Linked DNA regions of Hordeum vulgare: region 1 is linked to region 2. The links are chromatin contacts, called in public Hi-C maps. All regions are on one chromosome and are shown on one strand. Each heading gives the region's core, a stretch centred on a gene start, on an enhancer-like site or on the middle of the called end of the contact. The rest is flanking DNA. Distances are from core to core; before and after follow the strand shown. Region 1 holds the start of LOC123444231 (transcription factor LATE FLOWERING-like). Region 2 holds the start of LOC123444227 (anoctamin-like protein Os01g0706700).

The links. Hi-C and Micro-C count contacts between places; a contact is called where the count stands out from the background.
Region 1: a Hi-C map of leaf shows a contact between it and region 2, with 7 times the contacts expected there. The contact joins the promoter of LOC123444231 here to the promoter of LOC123444227 in region 2. A contact is called at or near these places in 3 of 6 Hi-C or Micro-C datasets (leaf and seedling).

Annotation. Positions count from the first base shown.
Region 1 is chr3H:456,474,976-456,481,240 of MorexV3_pseudomolecules_assembly, reverse strand. LOC123444231 (transcription factor LATE FLOWERING-like) reads left to right here and starts at 2,571. Exons shown (of 3, transcript XM_045120892.1): 1 at 2,571-2,916; 2 at 3,122-3,311; 3 at 3,868-5,574. The coding sequence starts at 3,941. The coding sequence ends at 5,158.
Region 2 is chr3H:455,799,959-455,806,440 of MorexV3_pseudomolecules_assembly, reverse strand. It overlaps LOC123444227 (anoctamin-like protein Os01g0706700), which reads left to right and starts at 3,634. Exons shown (of 16, transcript XM_045120887.1): 1 at 3,634-3,960; 2 at 4,125-4,194; 3 at 4,284-4,399; 4 at 5,184-5,310; 5 at 5,385-5,485; 6 at 5,604-5,695; 7 at 5,794-5,898; 8 at 5,998-6,267; 9 at 6,405-6,482. The coding sequence starts at 3,760.

The DNA.
Region 1 (6,265 bases), core at 1,322-3,821, 680 kb before region 2:
CAACCGCAGCGGGTCAAGGTGTGTGGCTAGAAAGGCTACTCGGTGACCTCACAGATAAAGAACCTGAAAGAGTGGTGCTCAATGTTGACAACAAGTCTGCGATTGCCCTGTGTAAGAATCCAGTGCATCATGACAGGAGTAAGCACATAGATATAAGGTATCACTACATACGACAGTGCGTGGAAGAAGGCAAGATTGAAGTCAACTACGTTTGCACCGACGACCAGCTTGCAGATATCCTGACCAAGTCTTTGGGACGACAGAAGTTTACAGAGATGCGGAGAAGGATCGGCGTCCAAGCTGTGAAGTGAGGACATCATGTTTAGGGGGGTGATTGTTGGAATTAACCACGAGTCCTAGTCCGGCTTGGACTTGGAACCGTCACCGTGTAGGTATAGGATTAGTAGTTGTCTTGGTTAGCTACTATATATACGTACAAGTACCCCTGTAATATTGGATCAGATCAAAGCAATACACAGAAATAGTCGGGAGCGACACGCTCCCGTAGCCATCATATCCTCGTGTTCTCTCGCGTGTGTGTCTCGGCGACGCTAGTTCCGATCGATCAAGGCAGCAGCCAGGTTGCTACGTACGTGTGCATGAGAAACCATCCACCTGCTAGCCTGCCTGCTTAGGTTACGCGTACGTGCACGTCTCCTCCAGGAACCGATAGTCCGGTTTGTTTTCGTCATCGTCCCTGGTTACCGTCGCCGGAAAGTACTCGGCGTCTGGTTTGGGCCAACATCACCAACTTATAAGTTGAAAAGTGTAAAAAATAACTTATTTTGCTAAATAGACTCAACTTATAAGTCACTCCAACTTATAAGTCATAAGTTGCTCCATCCCAACTTAAAACTTATAAGTCATCCACTTTTGCATGAAAAGATAACTTATAAATCAGATGACAATCAAAAATGCACGACTTACAAGTTACTGGTTTTAAGTCACCTGACTTATAAATCAGGTGACTTATTAAAACCAAACATGGCCTTAGTTCATAGTAGTGCCAAGAAAGAAAGAAAATAGTAGGTGCACATGATGATAAGCGTGTGACGACACTATCACGTGCCTCCCAATCAAATGAGATAGTACATGACAAATCAATACGCTGGAAGCAAACCAAATTACGTGCATGCACTAGATCGACAACGTTGCTTTTCCTTGAAAGACGATAACGTCCTTCCTTAAGGATACCAGAATTGCAGTTCTCCCAAAGCTATCATTGCAGCAACTCCCTAAAAAATCCAAGATTGAGACCTCTTTCCCACTCTTATTTTACTTGTAGAAGTCTGTACCCATCCTTACGCAATGGTAGCATCATATTCAGAGCAAGTTAAAGCCTACCATGTGCCCAAATACTCAGCGCTAGTTTGACTATGCTTACTATTGACTGAAGGGGGTTAACCAACTTGTCGTCACTGCCTCGCACAGCTAACACAAGTGCTATGCTCCAAAGTGTCAAACATCTCCATTTGATGGCAGCTTTTTTTTAAACAAGAAAATACACGCATGTAAACAAAGCTCTAGACTCCAAATCGTATGAAATCGGTTGCCTATCATCATCAATGCGTGGTCCTCTCCTCTACATGACCCTATCATATACAGATTTTATGGGCCCTCCTATCTTGTTTTAACCAAAATAAAAAAAGGATGTGAAAACATGTCAGCATTAAATTTCTCTTTGTTTTTTCGGGGGTCTTTGTTTCCCCCTCATTGCTTTGTCGTCATAGTTTTGTCTGATTATCCCCCAATTTGCATCTACTCTCCAGCAACCTGATGTAGATCCCTTGTCATCTTGCTCTCTGTAAAAGGATTTGACTAAGATCCATGTTGCTTCACCGTCAAACTTACACAGAATCGATTTTACTGTTTATATATATGTAGGGAATCACACATGTCCGAGAGAAAAAAAAAACTACATAAATTACTTATGAGTGGTACCAGAAGGTGTAAGCGAGGGGGGGTACACAAAATATGGCCTGCTCCTTGTGCTTCTTGGTACTCTATCACATGTGGGCAAAAATAAAGTGACAAAAAGTTACTGCTGAAACGGACAGGAGAGTGAGGCAGTGTTCTGATTCTTCAATCTGAATCCAAAGGCAAAAAAAGCTAGCGGAGCCCCGGGAACAAGCGGGAAGCTTTAGATCGGAGACCAAATGCTTCTGCTCGATCTTTTTTTCTGAAAACGGAGGAACTGCTCCCTGCCTCTGCATCATTAGATGCACAACATAACCCATTTCTATTTTTAATTTGAGTGCATGACATCAAAGACCTAGCTAGGAGGTTCTACATGTAGTGAGAGTGTGATATATAGGGTAAACCCCTGCACTGCAGATTACGTAATGCACAAAACAAAACGAAGCATTGTTCAAAACAGAACCGTTAAGCTGTGTAAGATGCATAAAGATTACTGATTTGGACAAGTATTTATGAGAGCGCGTCAGCTGTGCAACTTCATGTGCTGTGCTGCCCACTCATCATCATCCTTTCCCAACTGAACAGCCCCACATACAGGAACAGAGAACGCTAGAGATAGAAAGAGAAACCATATGCTTCGACCAATCTCGTTTTCCCGTTTTCCAGAGAGAGAGAGAGAGAGTACTATACATAGAGTCATAGACACATAGACACATAGAGCTAGCTTAGCCATCTATAAAAGAAGAGCCCCATATACTGCCATCAACAGGAGGACCATATCCCACACGTATGATCTGTACTGTCTTCTCCCTCTCTTTCTCAGAGCTAGCATAGCATAGATCCAGAGCTTCCCTCCCTCCCGGAAGTTAGCTACTCTAGGTTGCTAGACCGGCCGCGGCCGGCTTGCTCGATCAGGTCCAAAGCCATCGATTGATCAATCATCTGCTCGATCTGCTCTGCTGCCATTAGAGTGGTCTCTCATCTCTCTGCAAGACACGGGTACCTCTACATCTACATATCCACAGTGTACATACGCTACTAGAGTTGTGGCTTGGCTAGGTGTAGCAGTCTATAGTACTTCATATCTCCATCTCCATCTCCATCTCCTCCCCCTTCTCGTGGCAGCTTGCGTAGTACAGTAGGATTTATGAAGATATATGCCTCTTGATGGCTCGGAGCCTCATACTTTCTTGGCTTGTTCCAGGTCGATCGAACCGGCGAGTCTCTCTCTCTCGGCCTTGGTCGCCGGCGCGCTGGCTCCCTGACCAAGGAGTTGCCGGCCTGGGAATTGGAGCGATAATCTTTCAAGCTGTGCTCTACCTCCGTCGGCGGCGAAGCTAGCTGGTGGCACCCATTGTTGCTCCACCCTGCAGTCATCTGGTTTCATCTCAAAGGTATGGTGAGCTAGCTGCAAAGAATCTATATATATACGCATATTAACTACTCCCTCCGTTCTCTAGAAAGACTTATATCTAGGAACGGAGGAGGGAGTAGCACATAGTTAGAGAATGTGGTTTTATGCATGCACTGCACACTTAATCGGCGAGCGTATGAGCCTACTTTTCACATATAAAGAGATACGTGCATGGTAATACGATCGAGTAGGAGATTCTGTAGGATGGTGAGACGTGATTCTTGAGATTGGTAGTAGTAATTATGGGGTGGCGCGGATGGCGGTGTAATTATGGGGTTGGAGTTGGAGACATCTCCGATCGACTTCTCTCCGCCGGCCGTCCTTGTCCGCCCATCAATACCACGCCCGCGTGACACTGTTCCCTGACGTTCACGTTTCCAACCCGGCCGCGGCCCACTCCGATCCACTCCCAACCTCAGTTTTGATTCCCTCCGCTCCATCGTAATCGTATCATTATTCATAGTATCGCTCTAGCTATTTACGGCACGGCCGAGAACAACATGCTAACGCTTTCACTCTTCCGTTACGTGCAGCAGGCAGCCGCGCGCGCGCGCGTCGTCCCAGAATCCCTGCGCCAGTCAATTAAGCAGCGCGAGATTCTCCCGGGCCATGGACACCTTCGGCTGGTCGTCCGGCCCCGGCCTGCACGACGACGCCTACCTGCCGCGTCCGGCGAGCCAGGTCATGAGCTGCGGCCGCTTCGACCTGGACGACGCCTTCCTCGGCCAGCTCCAGTGCGACTTCGGCGGAGGAGGACAGCAGGTGAGCTCCAGCTACGGTAACGGTGCAGCTGCCGTCGGAAGCGCGGCGGGGGGCTCGACTGGTGACGGCCAGCTGGGGTTCTTTGGCTCGGGGGTCGACGTGTTCTCGTCCGTCGTCGACGGCGCCAGCGCGCACGACGGCCTGCTCGACTCGGCGCTCGCCTTTTCCGGGGTGCTCCCGTGCGGCGGGGACGGCGACCCCGGGGCCGTCTCCAACGGCGCCATGTTCTCCGGCTACAGCGGCACCACCGTCTGCAACATCTCCTCCGGGGAGTCCAACAACTACAGCGGCGGCGGCGGCGGCGGCCACGACGTAGCCGAGGTGGCGTCGCCGACGTCCACCATATCGCCCACCACGACGTCGCATCCCACGATTACTTTGGCGCAGGCGGCGCTCCACGAGAGCCGGAAGCTACCCGCGGACGACTGCCCCGCCACAATAGCAACGGCGCCGCCGCTCCCACGCGCCGGCACAAAGCGGAAGGCCCCGGCCACGACAGCGACGAGCATCACGTTCGGCCTGCAGGACACCAACTCAGCCGGGGCGGCCGGCGGGTACGAGCCGGACATGGAGGCGATGGCGCAGGTGAAGGAGATGATCTACCGCGCGGCGGCCATGCGGCCGGTGAGCCTCGTGACGGAATCCCCCGCTGCGGGCATCAGCAAGCCGCGGCGCAAGAACGTGCGCATCTCGAGCGACCCGCAGACGGTGGCGGCACGCCTCCGGCGGGAGCGCGTGAGCGACCGCCTCCGCGTGCTACAGAAGCTCGTCCCCGGCGGGAGCAAGATGGACACGGCGTCCATGTTGGACGAGGCCGCCAGCTACCTCAAGTTCCTCAAGTCCCAGGTCCAGGCGCTGGAAACCCTAGGAACCAGCAGTAGCACCGGCACCGGCACCAGCGCCGCCGCGGCCGCCAGCACGGGCAGGTTACTGCACTCGCACTCACAGCAGCAGCACTATTACAGCAACAACCCTGGATTTCTCGGATTTCCGAGAAATAACAACAACAACAACATGTCTTCCGTCTTCAGAAATCCTGATGGGAATTCTGGCAGACTGTTGTAGTACTGTTTAGTTACGTTGCTGTTTCGTACTGTTTCAGGTCGTCGTGTCAAGAGTACGCGTACGTGCTTAACTAGTACAGTACTGTATACATACACATATACTACTAATTAAGGTTTAGTGTCGTCATGTACTCTTGTCCAGAATTGATTAATTTGGATCGGTCCGCTGCATCGTCGAAGCAATTCAGCTGCAGCGTGAGATCGAGACCGTGCCGGTGGCAGGACATCTTGATTGGAGAAGAAAAGGAAGAGATATGAAATTATTGAGATATCCATTTGCATTGTATCAAAGTGCCTGGGACATGGTCTCAAAAAAAAGTGCCTGGGACATGACCGGCGTGGCGTGCATGTAAAATCGTAGTGAGAGTTTCTCTTCCATGAGTTATATCCTAAAATAGCATAGGAAATTACTTTGAATACAGTAGTAATAATCGGTGTAATTATATACTCCCTCCGTTTTTAAATACTCCCTCATTTCCGGTTTATAGAGCTCAAATCTAAAATCTCATCAACCAAGTTGACTTGTGACTGGATGACATTAGTTTTAACTAGACAATGAAATATTTCTCACATATTTAATTTCTAAGGCAATAAATGTAGCATCCTCCTTTTCATTGGACTTGCATGATGGATGTAAAAAATGATGCATGCATAGTCACTTATTTTCTTTCTCTATACTCTATGAATTAAATATGACGTGGGACTCAAAGCACTTTAACTCAATTAGACTCAAATGGGCCTAATACAGTGGAAATCCGAAAATTTTGAGATGGACCCTATAAACCGGAAAGGAGAGAGTATAAGTCTTTTTAAATATTTTATTAAGGGGCTACATACGAAGCAAAAATAAATGAATCTACACTTCAAAGCATGTCTATATACATCGGTATGTAGTCTTTTAATGAAATTTTTTAAAACACTTATATTTAGGAATGGAGGAGTATGTAATTAAAACTTGCATGCATGGATCATCTGATTGCTGCACATGCATGCATGCATGCATGCATGCCGTCACCCACACAACGGCTGAGCTCCATAGCTACAAATGTGTGAATCATACTTACATCTTAAAATAGCATAGGAAGTTATTTTAGAATGATAATGGTGT
Region 2 (6,482 bases), core at 2,385-4,884:
ATCGTGGGACGGTTCGTGGGGCGGATCGAGGGACGTGAAGACGTTCCACTACATAAACCGCGTTTCTTAACGCTTCGTGCTGTGTGATCTACAAGGGTACATAGATCCAAATCTCCTCTCTTAGATGGACATCACCATGATAGGTCTTCGTGTGCGTAGGAATTTTTTTGTTTCCCATGCAACGTTCCCCAACACTCAAGCACGGCACAATACTTGTTGCACTCTTGTTGAATGAACCCCCGTCTCTTTTGAATTGAGTTGATGTTGTGAGTACTCGCAAATTCATAGGGGGCAAACTTCCTTCGCCCATGGAAGGTATTGTGAACCCTTGACAAAAATATGGATCCTTTTTGCTTGGCACCTCTTATTGGATCTTCCCCTATCTCAATCCAACTCTCGCAAATCAATTTTTCCTCCAATTGAATGTGTGATCCCGTGTAAATGCTTTGCCTCCTCTTTTGTGCCTTAGCCCTTTGGATGAGCTCATCAATAAACACCAATGGCTTATGTGAAATGTCGAGCTCGTCCTCCTCATCTTCATAATACAAGTCATCATCTTCGTGCCATGAGTTGCCATGGTCATCCTCCTCTTCATTATGGCCGACGAATTCAGTGTCGGCATAGTGTTCGTGGCCGTCCTAGCTCTGGGTCTCGTCAGGATCGAAAACCTGCCCTTGGCTGTCGAGGTGGAAGGCCTCGTTACAGCCCTCGAAGATGATGCTCTTCATGAACGCTAAGCAATCAAGGTCATCGACTGTGGGCGTTGCTTGTGCTATTTCGTCAAACAACTTGCGGGTGCCGGCCATGCTTGCCATCGGAAACAACTAGGATTGCTTCCTTTGCGTCCAATCGAACATGTATCCAGCGCCACTATACCATGGCATCACGTTCAGGTCGATGACACCCACGGGTGTGGCCGCAGCGACCACGCTGCACTCCAGCGACATGGAGAACCATGTCTGTCCGTGGCCGTAAGGCGGTGGACTGGGCGTGGTGGACGAGCTTGGGGACCTATACTAAGGAGGACGAGCTACCGACGATCTCGTGCTCGCGGCGGCCATGGCAGCGACCGAGAGGATGGCCGGTAGGTCGTGCCAACCCTAGCATGAGTAGGGTGTGCGCTTGGAGATGATGGATTCCTTCTCATCGATGTCGGCAAGATGTTGTGCTTCACGTCATGCGACAACCTCGATGGTGTAGTTCGCAACCGCCTTCATCTGCGTCGCCTTTGTCCGTCTGCCCCTCCTCTTTGCCAATTCGGCATCGAGTTTGGACATCTGTGTCGGCGTGAGCTCGGACAGAGGCTTCCTGGGACCCTTGGGACCTTTCTTCTTTGCCACAGGGCGTGCGGTCGGGACCGCATCGCCGGGGTTCGTCACATCACCATCCATGAAGGAGGGAGGAGAGGGGCGCGGGGGAGGGTTTGGGCGAACTAGAGGGAAAGTTGGAGCGGTGTGTCCCGGATGGGCGGACCAGGGGAGAACAAGAGTGCACATATCGCACGTCCGCATGTTGTCCGTTTCGCCGCAAATGCGACCCGAACTTGGATCGGGAATGGGCTGAAATCGGACCGAAACTGGACATTCATGTGTTTGCTCTCGCGCATTGGACTGCAGTTTATGTCCGTTTACCCCGAAACGGACATGAGCATATGTTTTGGGGTCATGGATTGGAGTTGTCCGTTTTCGGTCAGCTTTCGACCCATTCGTGACCCAGGCGGAACGCACAACACGCGGATGGGCGGGACGCGTGCTCTTGTCCTCTCCTGGCTCGCCAGTCGATGACACAACCACCCCTTTTTCTGTTCCCCCCAACTCCGGTCGCACACCCCGCCCCTCCCCCTTCTCGTCCCTAGCCGCATCCACTGCCATTTATCTCGGTCGTCAAGCTGCTCAGCACGAATGCGTGCCCCGCCATGTTTTCTCCACACCACGACCTTCCCAACCCCCGCACCTGCCTCAACGCAACCGGCGGCTGGATTTGTAGCGGATCTCGCCGGATTAGAGCGCGGCAGGCCATTGGAGGTCGCGGCGTGCCATGGACTGGCCGGGTGCAAGCCCGCACAGCCCCGGCAAAGTCCCCAGGCCGCATGCAGGTACTCACTCCGCCTCTAGCCGCTCGGATCTACCCCGTTACCGATTTGCCGGTAAATACACCAACGACCGTCGTCCGGGCTCGGTCCTGGCCCAAATGCTCGTCGGCGCACCGGTGCCGCTCATAAAGTGCGACAACTGTCTAGTGAAGGTCCCGCTTCGCGTGTCTAACACGCTGAACATCCCGGATGTGTGTTCGTCAAGTGCAAAAATGATGGGGGTATGTGCTAGTTTAGCTTCAGTTGAGCTTTGGATTCGGCTTGTTTTGCTTACATTTTTTTATTGTGTAGGATGGGTGTAACTTTTGTTTTTAGGAGGAAGAATACATCGATCTGCCGATAGTGCGCAATTTAGTAGATGTTCGTGCACTTCTTACTAGTCTACATGATAGAGATAAGACTAGACGTGAAGAAGCAACGTTTAATTCTTTAGACTCGAAGAAGAAAGAAGTTTGCGAAATCAAGACTCCGCAAATCAATAACAAATGCATCGAGAAAGCATTAACCCAACTTACAGGTGAAGTTATGAAAGTTGAATATATTTTAAAATATATTTTTATAGTTCTTGTTTTTCTTTCTTGCTATTCTAGACAAGATTTGGTGAATGTATTCCAATGTTCAAAAAAAACTTTGATGAAAATAATAATAAAAATATTATGCGGACGAGATGTGGACGAAGATGCGACCGCGCCTTGGAAGTTCGACCGGTGCAAACATAGATCCGGGCGGCATGACCCTATTTCCATCCTAAACGGACGAAATCCAAATAAAATGGACATCCGTTTAAAATCGTGTGTTAAAATTATCCTCACGTGGGGTTCGGACAACACAGACAGCTATCCGTTCGTCCGTCCGAAAGCAAAGCATAGCTGATAGCAATACCATCTACCATGACGACCAAAACAAAACCGAAAGTTGCTCCCGACACGTCGACACGCCACTCCTCGCACTCGCAGGGACGGACAGGCCGAAAGAACCAGCTGGCTCCTCTTTCAGCCGCACTGTCTCTTCCTAAACTAGTTGCCGTTCCGTCGAAACCTCCGCCTGGTCATCTCATCGGTCGCCTCCCACCCGCGCAGGGAAAGGAAAAAAAAAAAGGGGGTCTCTCCTGCACGCGCCCGTACTTCACAGGTCACGTGGCCCGTTGGCAACAAGGCCCACCTGTCATTCGCTTTCCACCAACAGGCCCGTACTCAACGGCCCCACACACCCACAGCTTTCGAAAATCACTTCCTCCGCGCTGTTGCCAGTCAGTGGCACGCACGCCTCCCAATCTCCCTCCCACCCTCTCTCTCTCCCCCGTCCGTTCAAATCCCACCCCCGAAATTGCCACTTAATTAACGCCCACAGGCACCGGCGCGCCTTGCTTAATTCTACTAAATAACTTGCTAATCAAGCTATACTATTTATTCTCTCATTTTTCCAACGCTTGTTAATCAAGTCGAAAATCGAATTAAGTGCAGGAAACCGGTGCCCCTCCTAATCCGTTGCCCCCCGCCTCTCTCTCTCTCTCCGCCGTTCCCAACGCCATTTTTTCCCCTCTCGATTTCGTTGTTTATTCCTCCTCTGCGCTGCCATCGTTCTCCCCTCTTCTCCCTTCCCGTATGCGGATCCGTTTCCTCGCGCCCGTCGCCGTTCGCCGCCACCACCGCGCCTGATAGGCGGACATGGGGGCACGGGGAGGGAGAGGGGATGGAGGGGGAGGGGAGGAGGCCACGGACTTCGAGGTCGGCATCGTCGTGCCCAAGCTCTCGCGCGCCGCGGCCGCCGAGGCGGGAGACGACTGCGTGGCGCGCCTCGTGCGCGACCTCGAGGGCGCCGGCCTGCTCGTCGAGCGCGTCCGCGGCGTCCTCGCCGAGTTCATCAAGGTCAGTGCGGGGCTGCCTTTTTCCCTTTTTGAATTCGGTTTGCCATGGTGCCCTAATTCCAACTAATGAGGCGATTTCCGAGAGAAAACCCAGAGATTAAAGTGCTCCCGTTACCAACTCCTCAAATTGATTTATAGTGGCCGTGGTTTGCTTTTCCAATTTAGCTGTCTGCGCCCATGGGGATTCTGGGCAGAGCCGCTGCTGAGATGCAGATGAAGAAGCTTACCTACATCGGTAACTCAACTAATGCGCTAACTATTTGAGATGCGGGCATCAGTTGGGTCGGCAATGTGCTCATGTGCTGATTGTTAATCTTCCTTCAGGAATGGAGCTTCAGTTCGAATGGGAACAGGTGGCAGCATTCGTCAGGCAGCCTGATGGTTCCCTCTTTAGCTGGCGAGAGCGGTTTACCTGTTTCCGCTACTTGATATACGGCATTGTGAGTACAACCTCTTGTATAGCTGATGTCGTTCCTCGTTATGTCAGATTTTAGTTGCACGCCCTCCGTTTCTTTTCACTCCGCATATTAGGTTTCTCTTAAGCCTAAAAATTGACCAAATATATATTAAAAATTATCAACATCCATAATTATGAATACAATATGAAAATATACTCCATGATCGATATGATGATATTTGATTTGGTATTGTGAATGTTGATGTTTTTTTTCTTCTACACACTTGGTGAAACTTCCAAAGACTTTAAGACAAACCTAATATGCGGAGTAAAAAGGAAATGGAGGGAGTGCACTTTAAGTACGAGGAACCACATTCATTTTTAATTATATATATACATCTTACATATGGATGCATTCTAGTATACTTTTGTTTCTGTGACCTGATTCTTTGGATAGCAGTGCTTTGTTGAACTACAAACGAAACTTTTTTTTCTTAATAATGAAATTTCCTTGTTCATAGCATTGTGTGCCCAGATTTAAAGCAAAATAATCTGTTTCTATTGTCTGGTTTCTGCATTTGATATTTGTCTCTTCTGAATGATATGGCAACCAATGCATAGTTCATCCGAAGACCTCAGCTGGACAACAATATATGCACATTTGAGATATGAGCTATAGAAAGTAGGATTGTCCACTTAAATTTTCATTTGTTTGATATGATGTGTGGATACTAAAGCATACTCCCAATCTGAATAGCATTTTGGTTTTTGTGATATGGAATCTCAGATTTCCTTGTGTGATAGGGTGTTGTTATTGAACCATGCAGGTGAACAAGACCAACTCTGAAATATCTCTCAAATTTGATGATAAAGAGTTCTACTGGAAACAAAACGAGTCACTATTGCGCAGGCTCGAAGATGAAGGAGTTGTAAAGCTAGTCTTCCCTTTGCATGGTACATAAATTAACCTAAGATAATACAAATATTTGTAAAATTCGTAGCATTAGCTAACACTACTTTGCCTGTAGAGGAAGTTAAAAGGAAACAGCTCCTGAGAAATTGGGCACTTAACTGGCGTGACTTCACATGGCAACCTATTGATGAAGTTTACTCCTATTTTGGAACCAAGGTAGAACAGCATGACAGGACGTTGCTGCTACTGTATCTTGTTTCTGGACCATTTATCTAACGCAAGTCAATAAATGAATTACTTTTGAGACCGTAAACCCCCCACTTTTGAACTGCAGATTGCAACATATTTTGCTTTCCTAGGAATGTATACGCGTTGGCTATTCTTTCCAGCCGTATCTGGACTGGCCACTCAGCTTATAGATTTTGGGTATGCATTTTACCGTGATTCCTTTTCAAAACTTGGTACAAATATAACTAATACAGTCAGCTAAGTAATAAGTATTCCCCTCTGCTCTTTGAACTCAGGTCATTGCAGTGGCTGGTTCTTCCTGCTTTCTTTATCTTCGTAATTTCTTGGGCTGTCTTCTTTTTGCAATTTTGGAAAAGGAAGAATTCAGCACTTCTTGCTAGGTACCATCCAATTCCAGGATATGCAGTTGTTAGTCAAGCTCGTGTTGATCAAGTTCCTGACCACAACCTTTCTTTCTTCCATATGTCGCCTGAAAGCAGATGGGGCATTAATTATTCATTTGCTGAATACAAAGCTTCGGCCAACGAACTGGAACCAATAAGGCATTATCTTTCTGTTGAGCGTGTGGAGGAAAAGAAATTTGATGATGAGCCTGCTGAGAAAAGGAGATTGCAAAGAAATGAGTGGTCCGGTGTCCTTCTAAGAATTAGGAACAATGCGATTATTGTTCTGGGTATTATTTGTCTTCAGCTGCCATTTGAGTTGGCCTATGCTCATTTGTATGAAAAAACTGAAACTGAGGCACTGAGGTAAGAATGACACCGTGATCTATGTAGTTCATTTATCATCAAATTGTGCTAATGACTTGCTAGCTAGTTTTTCTCATGAGTAGCGGTTACTCTATTGACTATGCCAATTTGATCTGCTTTATTTTTTCAATTTTTAGGTATGTGTTGACTGCACTATATCTTGTTGCAATTCAGTATTATACAAGGATAGGTGGAAAGGTGTCTGTCATTCTAAT